Linked DNA regions of Danio rerio: region 2 is linked to region 1. The links are chromatin contacts, called in public Hi-C maps. All regions are on one chromosome and are shown on one strand. Each heading gives the region's core, a stretch centred on a gene start, on an enhancer-like site or on the middle of the called end of the contact. The rest is flanking DNA. Distances are from core to core; before and after follow the strand shown.

Evidence for each region. A called contact is a pair of places that touch in the nucleus more often than the background predicts.
Region 2: a Hi-C map of embryo shows a contact between it and region 1, with 1.4 times the contacts expected there. The contact joins two enhancer-like sites. A contact is called at or near these places in 2 of 18 Hi-C or Micro-C datasets (caudal fin and embryo).

Annotation. Positions count from the first base shown.
Region 1 is chr7:68,244,912-68,249,886 of GRCz12tu, reverse strand. The region is part of intron 11 of trip4 (thyroid hormone receptor interactor 4); the gene reads right to left. Among named protein-coding and RNA genes, the nearest start is that of trip4, 40 kb to the right of the region's middle. Within about 2 kb of position 3,031, at least 40 of the 62 cell types and tissues checked have an H3K27ac peak or open chromatin away from gene starts, as enhancers often do.
Region 2 is chr7:68,326,799-68,331,638 of GRCz12tu, reverse strand. All of the region lies in intron 12 of trip4 (thyroid hormone receptor interactor 4), which reads right to left. Among named protein-coding and RNA genes, the nearest start is that of znf609b, 38 kb to the left of the region's middle. Within about 2 kb of position 2,943, at least 27 of the 62 cell types and tissues checked have an H3K27ac peak or open chromatin away from gene starts, as enhancers often do.

The DNA.
Region 1 (4,975 bases), core at 1,782-4,281:
ACCATATTATACAATAAATACTGCGGCTCCTAAGTGCCTCAAACTAAACAAAAATTTGGGGGGGGGGGAACGAAATTGATTCAACCCATAAAAAAAAACAAAAAAAACAATAAAGTCATTTATATAGTGATATAACGCTGTTTTTGAACACTACCATAGTAAATAGTATTACACTGTATACACACACACACACACACACACACACACACACACACACACACACACACACACACACACACACACACACAAAGATTTCTGCTGCCTGTTCAAACTACTTATTTAATATGAGCTGAAATAACACTGTTCTTGAGATTTATGGGGTGCAACTTAATTATTTTATGTTCAATCCACTTAAATATGTTAAGTTAACTTAATTGATTTGTGCTGTGACAGCATGAACAAATTGTGTGGAACCCTGCATTTTTTACCATTTATGTTATTATTAAATGCTACAGCATGCTTTAGCATTAACCACAGTGAACTGCAATAAACACTGTAGAATACATACTACATACTATAGTTTTACTACAGTTTGTTGTGGTGTATTCTGTGTTGGGTAAGTTACTTTACTTATCAATTACAAATTACTGATCACTACTCGAAAAATGTAATCTGATTACATTACTTATTACTTAATGCAAAACGTAATTTGTAAACTGTAATTTCTTTTCTTTGAAGTTACTTTAAAAGTATATAAAATATACCTATAAAAATACAACAAAGTGCAGCTCTTTCAGTAATTTAATATTCAGTGAAAAAACATTACAATGGATTGTTCAGAGCAGCTTGACATTTTCAAAAATGTTAAAGAGAAAGTTCACCCAAAACTTTAAATTCTCTCATTATTCAATTGCTTCACATTTAGAAGATACCTTCACTCCCGATCCTATTTCAGCTCGCGTTCTCCAGCAATTTGAAAGCGCATGCTTATTAACTGACGCTGCAGTGGAAAACGTGATTTAAATGAAGCATTTTTTTTTTTAAATATTATATTTGTAACATAAGTAACGCAATTACAAAGTAGCTGTAATTAAATTACACAAATGCAAAATGTAAATCGTTACATTACTGCGTTCCTCAAAAATGTAATTAGATTACAGTAACGTGTTACTATGGAATGCGTTCCACCCAACTCTGGGTGTATTGCAGCATATTATAGCCAATAGTTGTAGAAAATGACATTATTGGGTAATTAGTTTATATTACTATAGTTGTTGTATTACCATAGCAACTATATAATTACTACATCAGATTAATTCAAGTACTTATCTATAGTATGGTTCACAAACACTACAGTATTTACTATAAATGATTACAGTTTTTGTGTGTATATATATAGGAAAGATAAAAACATATGATACATGTTTAATATGTTATCATCCCTGTTTTAATATGTCATTATTTAAAACATGGCATTGATAAAATTAAAATTACACTGAAAATGAATAAAATTACACTGAACACAAACAAGTAAATGTTTGTATAAATTTAAATACCAAATATTACTAAAAAATAATAAGGGCCCTATCATACACCCAAAGCAATAAGGCACAAGACATGTTCGGTGAGATTTGTTGCTATTTGCACCACGTTGTTTACATAGCAAAACCATTTGTGCTACTTTGTGGACATATGGGTGTTCCGACCTAAAAAGGAAGTGTGTTAAGGCACATTGCTGGCGCGCTGCTATTTTAAGAAACTGAAATAGACTTTGCCACTGACCAACTTAAAGCTGGTCTAAAGTCCAGCACAAAGAGTGTTAGTTGTGTGCCTGTGCAGGTCTTTAATACACAGAGAATCTAAAATAATTAACAAATATATTCACATATGGAAAAAAATAAGGATTAAAATGTTACAAAAAATATTATTTTCTACATATATAAATAATAATAAAAAAAAACAGTGCCTCCATGCCTTCTTCATTCGACTATTTTTAGTTTATTCATGGCAATTTGCATTTGTATAATGTTATTATTATTAGTAGTATTATTTATTATAAGCATATTTATATTTGTTTTATTAAAAACAAGTTTTGCCTCCTGTTGGGTATTGGAGACCAATGCATCACCATATGGGGCATAAGAATAGGACGTGTTACCACACTTCATTATTATTGTTCATTTATTTGTTTGCTGGAAATTAGAACAGAAATTAGAAATAGTTTGGAAAAAAATCTTTGAGCCCAACTAATTAAATTAAATATGTAGGCTGATGGATGTCTTCAGTGGAGTGCGTACAACAACATTTCCTTATCCACGAAAGTAAAGAAGTAAAGTGTAAAAGTAATGAGAAAGTAAAGAGGCTGATTGGAGGAGGCTCATTCTTTATCCTCGCGCTGCAGATGGTCTGTTTAAACGTTTTCTCACAAGTAAGGCATTCAGTTCTTCCACTTACAAAGTTCACCATGTAAATGGCAAATTTGCCATGCCTAGACCATGCACCATGGCGCTAACCATATTTTTCAGTGCTTAAAATAACAAAAAGTGGATTCGGACACGTTCTTAATGCTTTTACACCATGAGCATTAGACTTTGCACCTAGATTGTTAAAATAGAGCCCTTAAATCTTTGAAAAGCTTCTAAATAAGCTTTTCTGAACTCTAAATATATATTCCACTACCAGAAAAAGCGCACTACAATGAAATCAGAATTGTTAAGGAGGAATCAGAATAAGGATCATTAAGGTCCAATCCCTACAGAACAGATCTATAGTCACGACTCTGTCTGAGCTTGTCATTCAGTGTGCCCAGACTCAACTGGTCAAATAGCTTCAGTCACACACTGTCTGACCTCTCCAACACAGCAAAACAATCAGCACAGAGAGAGAGGAGAGTAAGAAAGAGAGCAGGCTTCAAAGCTCCTCTCCACACAGCAGATAATGAAGGCAGCTACTGGAGAAATTGAATTTCTAACAACCACATCCTTACACACTACACTGACAGGGAAAAACAATGTCTGTGGGGGGAGGATCGGTAGGGCAATAGAGAAAGAAAGAGAGAGGGAGGATAAGATAGCGTGAGAGAGAAAAAGGGCCGTCTTGGTTTGGCTCAGATCCAGTTCAGCCACTCCGGGCGTCTCTCCCACTGGAGGAAGGCTTTTCAGCATATAAATATCACATTACCACACAAGGAAACACAGGCATCAGCTGGCCTTCTAACCTGCACTAACGAGGGCCGCCGCCCCCTGCCAACTGGCCACTGTCTTCTCCTAAGAAGCAGCTTAACTGTTTTGTTCTGCTGCTCAATAGACAAAGCACTTTTTCCCAAATAACAACTAGGGCTAATAGATTAAAATAATCCCAATTAGTTGCATGGTTTTCTGCAGTTAATATTGTTAACCTCTTGCTTTGAATTTTCTGAACTGTCTGTATTATTAAAAAAAGCAGTGTGCTCCGATTTAAAGCACTTAAAATATGTGACAAAGTAAACTCTAAATTTAGATAATCTAAAAAGTGAAAATACAATGATGCTAAAAATGGTGATTCCACTAAAATGATAGTAGCCCTATCATTGTTCCTAATCTGCCATACTGAGGTATTTGTTATCCATTTAATTCAATTCATCCTTTATTTCTATAGTAATTTTATAATGTAGATTGTGTCAAAGCAGCTTAACATAAAAGTTCTAGTAAATTTAAACTGTGTCAGTCCAGTTTTCAGAGTTGAAGTTCAGTTTTCGTTCAGTTTAGTGTGGTTTAATTTTCACTGCTGAAAGTCCAAACACTGAAGAGAAAATCCATCGATGCACAGCTCCACAAGTCCCAAACCAAGCAAGCTAGTGGCGAGGGAAAAAAAAAAAAAAACTTCACCAATTGACAAAAGTGAAGGGAAAAAAACCTTGCGAGCAACATGCTTTGATGATAAAGAAATAATGCAATACACAAAGTAATAGTTGTATTTACTCAAAGTTGGTGAACTTATTTGCTTCTTAAATTTTAGGCATTGAGTTTCCATGCTTCTGTCTAATAATATTAACAAGCAGGCTAGTTGAGAATACTGCTTTGCTTTAAGGCAGGGGTGTCCAAACTCGGTTCTGGAGGGCTGGTGCCTTGGAGAGTTTAGCTCCAACCCTAATCAAACACACATATACCAGCTAACTGAGCTCTTACTAGATATACTAGAAACTTCCTGGTAGGTGTGTTGAAACAAGTTGGAACTAAACTATGCAGGACACCGGCCCTCCAGGACCGAGTTTGGCCACCCTTGCTGTAAGGTGTGCTAAGCATACAGATGTCACTACTTCAATGTGTTCCTTATGCCGGCATTCATACCGCGGCGACGGTGGTAATAGGTGCGCCAGCAGCTTTTGACCGCTGGGTGGCACTTTAACCACAGATATTCAGCTTTGCCTTTTCACAATACTAAACAGACTGTTCTGTATGCGTACCTTATGTGATGTGATGTGTTTAATTAAAATATAATTTTGATTTAGTTTTCTTAGTAATAAACATGCTCTTACACTATACTGTATGTTTTAGAAAAGATAAGTGGTGAGAAGAATAGTCATAGGCTTCAAAAAGCAAACATAACAATTAAGTTCTTTAGCCTTTAGTGCCCTATTAAATTGTGTTAGGGTGAAAATAATGTTTTTATTTCTTTGATTATCTCAAACTCTAAATGTGCGCATATGAAATACAACAAAATAATATTATTAGATATTAGATAGATTATCGTGCCAGTGCAGCACATCACCTGATTGCGATCTTGTGATCACCTGAACTTACTTTATCAGTAGGCTATTTATTATTTAGTGCAGGCTAAGTTACAAATATTTGACCAACTGCCACGTCATGTAAAACACTCTCATGTTTGAATAAATTAATTAAATAAATGGGGATCTCCGCACGCAAAGTGAGCCGCATATTATTGATGAATCGCATATTATTGATGAATCGCCAAGTTAAACAAAATTGTACTTGATATTTTTAGTCGGATTGATTAAGCTGAGATGACCAAAAAGTTAATTTGATTCAACAAA
Region 2 (4,840 bases), core at 1,694-4,193, 82 kb before region 1:
TGTTAAAAATAAATAGTACATCATACCATGTAAACCACCACAATAAATTATGGCCCTTTGTTGTGCTCTTTGTACATTGTATTTATTTAGGGGCAAAACATCTGGGTTTTATGTTTATTTTTCTTTCCTTTGTGTGTGTGTTTGCATGGCACTCCGATGTATTAAAAAATTTTTTTTTACAATACATATGACTGTACAATAGTACTATTGTTAAACATTTGTAAACTTGGCATTACAACAATACCAACTGATCCAAATAATTAATATATTCATATTTAGGAAGCCAGTGCAATACTACACTCAGAAATAAAGGTGCGCGAGCTGTCACTGGGGTGGTACCTTGTCAAAAGGTAAAAATTTGTACCTAAAAGGTCCATATTTATACCTCAGGGGTACATATTACAAAGACCAAACGTGTTCCTCTTAAAATGTTAGGTACTAATATATACATTTGGAACCCAATATAAACGTTTTAAGTACAAACATGTACCTTCTCAAAAGGTACCACCCCAGTGACAGCTCACATACCTTTATTTCTGAGAGTGTACAACATTACGTAAAAAAATATTGTACTGAGTAAATCATGTGTAAACTAATCACAATAACCTAATTTTCTGTGTCATGAGTCAGGTGTTGGCATTACAGAACATATATGCAAGTTAAGTATGCATGCTCTAAGATTATGTCTTAGGGTGCTTTCACACCTAGACTTTTGTTTCGGAACCCGTTTAGTTTGCACAGTTAGCACGGTTTGTTTGTCATATGTGAAACCAGCAATCACGCTCGGATCTGCGCCAAAACAATCAGTCCGAGATCACCTGAATGAGGTGGTCTCGGCTTGATTGAAACAAACTCAGGAGTGGATCACTTGTAGTGAGAAAGCGATGCAATCTGAGCCCAGCTATATAACAGTGTATCATGGATATGTAATAAGCAGATATACATCTTTATGAAGAGAGAATTATGAATAGGGCAGGAGGTCATTCCTACCAGTAAATCTGTTTCATGTAAAAGCCTATAATGCATAGGCCAACTGGTATGTATGAGAAAGTCTTACCTCATTTATACTTGGTGACGATGTGTATAGGTGAAAAGCGCAGCTTTTCGCTAATGATGCCTTTATTTATCATAATAATAAATTAAAATAAGGACGCATGACAGCTAAGCGGGACTCGGCAAAATAAACCCTGAAACTCTGACTAATATGAGGAGAGTTTACTTGCATGTGACTTGTTTTAGTTCTTTTGGTTCGTTTAGAAACTTTGCCATGTGAAAGCGAACTGCACCAAGAACAAAGTGCAACATTGTTTTGTAACAAATGAATCGATTCATAGGTGTGAAAGCACCCTTAGGCCCTTTGTTGTTCTCCTTGTACATTGTATTCTTTTATGGGCAAAGCATGTCTGAGTTTTTATGTTTATTTTTTTGCTCCTTTTTGTGTTTGTGTGTGTGTGTGTGTGTTTGCATGGCACTCCAAGGTATTGATGAATAATTTTCACAATATTTATGATATTACAATTGTACTGTTATTGTTTAAGCCAGGTGTAAGCCAGGTGTTGGCATCACAGAAAATACACTTACTGGCCACATTATTAGGTACAACCTATTAGTACCAGTTTGGATCCCCTTTTGCCTCCAGAACTGTCTTAATCTGGTAAAGAATCAACAAGGTACTAGAAATATTCCTCAGAGATTTTGGTCCATATTGACATGATAGCATCACGCAGTTGCTGCAAATTTGTCAACTGCACATCCATGATGTGAATCTCTCGTTCCACCACATCCCAAAGTTGTTCTATTTTATTGAGCTCTGGTGACTGTGGAGGCCATTTGTGGACAGTGAACGCACTGTCATATTCAAGAAACCAGCCTGAGATGATTCGAGCTTTATGACATGGTGCGTTTTCCTGCTGGAAGTAGCCATCAGAGAAGATGGGTACACTGTGGTCATAAAGCAATGGACATGGTCAGCAACAATGCTCAGATAGGCTGTGGCGTTGACATGACAAAGAAAATATCCACCACCACCACCTCTAGCTTGATCCATTGATACAAGGCAGGATGGATCCATGCTTTTATGTTGTTGACGGTAAATTCTGACCCTACCATCCAAATGTGGCAGCAGAAATCGAGACTCATTAGACTAGGCAAAGTACTTCCAATCTTCTATTATCCAATTTTGGTGAGCGTGTGTGAATTGTAGTTTTCTGTTTTTAGCTGATAGGAGTGGCATGCATTGCTTTGCTGCCATGTGATTGGCTGATAAGAAACTTGCGCTAAATAGCAGTTGGACAGGTGTACCTAATAAAGTGGCCAGTGAGTATATGCAAATTAAGTATTGAGTGATCTAAGCTTCTGTTTTAGGATATTCATAGTTTTATTAATGCTCCCTTTATATCCCTTTTATGATACCACGTCTCCACATGATCTCATTGTCAGACCATTGTCAAAGTATTATAATTAGGCACAAGCAATGTTTTAGGCTTACAATGTAGCTGTAGTTTGTTGACAAACAAAGACCTACCATGTTATTAGCATGGCTTTCTCATGTCCAAAATGACCATTCATGCAGAAGAAAAACCACTAAACCAAAACAGATTGCATTTTAAAGCAATATCTACTGTTATACTGTTATCTTTTTTATATGAATACAGCCAGTTGGTCTGTAAAATCTTTAAAAAAAAATACAGTCAGTGAGTCAAATCTAAATCCAGGTGAGAAAATATACACAAATATATTGTTGACAGTGACTCACTAAAGCTTTTTGAAGAGAGATCAGCCAGATCCTCCCAGCAAACTGTGTAGCACAATTAGTCACAGAGCTCTTTACATGAGATATGATGGCTCCATTATCATTCATTAATGAGAAACACTTGAGTACATGACCGCTCCCCCACACTCAAACACTGCCGCGCTCTCTGTTCCACTTCTCTCCTGTGAGGGGGAGGCAGGGCAAGAAAAAAAAAAATCTTCATTAGCAGAGGAGAGGCAAAAGAAAGCGGATGAGAGAAAGGAGGAGAAAAACAGAAGGGGGGAATAAATTGAGGCTGATCTGGTGCTCTGTTTTTGAGGCGCTGAGATTTGCATATATGTGCAGCAGTGCAGAGGGAGAAATGTGTCAGCGCTGACAGCTTCCTGAGAATCTTTAAGCTTGATGTGGGCGCCTCTTTTTCTCTCCCAGAGACCGCAGGAGCCCTGCTAACAGTCGCTCGGGGGTCAGGACCAGTGCCTTTGTGCTCAGCCCTCCTATGGCAACCCAGCAAAGCATGTTTAACGGTCAGCTCAAGTGCAAAGCTGCTCTCTGGGGGGAGGGAGAGTTGAACCTTCCCTGCTGCAAGGGCAAATGGAGATGTGTGTGTATGTGTGTGTGTGGGGGCTAGACTAAAAGAGAACAAATGAGGATGGTAGGACAGACAAAATCATACACTGAACATGCTTGCCAACAGACCCTAGTCTGGCTAGATTAATATTAAATTTGACGTGTGGCTATGAGGGATAGACAGACAATGAGCTGATCCATACTTTGCCAAGATTTTTGTTCTTTTTTTTTCCAAAGACAAATTGACAATAAGATCCGGGATGACATGCGGAGACTCTACACTGTGCTATGCCTAACATCTCTAGTGTCATTTTCTTGAAATCAAGTAAGGCGTCCACCAAGACTGGGATGACAGTGTCCTGTCAGTGTATCAATAAGAAATGAAGCACAGGGTTGCCATGTTGAAGACAAGCCTAGACAAGTATTCATTTCCAGGCTAGTCCTGTTTGGTTTGAAAATGTATGGTGGTGGATGAGCAGAAGCATGGTGTTCATCTGCAAAACTTTTAGGTCGGTCAGCAATAAAGCGTTACTTCTCGTTCTATTTTAAAGATTCGTTGAATCTTTCCTTAAGGAACCACACATCACATTAGCAAAACAGACTCATAAAAATGAACCCCTGTATACATTTCTGGAGAGCATATGTAGCCAGAGCTACGTATGGCTGCATTTGATTTTTAAAATGAACGCTACGGGGCGGTATGACGCCACAGACAGTTTGTGTTTCTTTTTGTGCTACCAGTTGACTGCTTACATCCGTGGATGGCTTTTCCGCTGTTACCAGTATGCCCAGTAGCCTCAGTTGGCGGACTTGAGATGCAGAGAGGAGTTGACCGCAACGATGAGGTTTGAGTCAAAGAACGGCAAAGAACGATTCCAGAAAGCAGGTAAAATAAAGAAGAAGAAAAATGTTCATTTTCTTGTCGGCTTAGTCCAGTGACGGGCAAACTCGGTCCTGGAGGGTCGGTGTCCTACACAGTTTAGCTCCAACTCTAATCAAACACACCTGCTTATAGGTTTCTAGTGATCTTGAAGACACTGATTAGCATGTTCAGGTGTGTTTGATTAGTGTTGCAGCTAAACTATGCAGGACACTGACCCTCCAGGACCGAGTTTGCCCCCCCCTGGCTTAGTCCCTTTTTTATTCCGGGGAGGTCACAGCGGCATGAACCGCCAACTTATCCAGGACATTTTTACGCAGCGGATGTCCTTCCAGCAAAATCTCGGGGAAACATTCATACACGCACACTCATACACTACGGACAATTTAGCATACCCAATTCACCTGTGTTGCATGTCTTAGGTGTGTGGGGAAACCGGAGCACCCGGAGGAAACCCACGCGAACGCAGGAAGAACATGCAAACTCCACACAGCAACGCCAACTGACCCAGCGACCTTCTTGCTGTGAGGCAAAAGCACTAACTACTGCGCCACTGCGTCGCCAGAAGAAGAAAAATAAACAAGTTAATAACAAGGTGAGAATTTGGTAAGATCTGTAAACGTGGTAAAAATCAGGTGGCG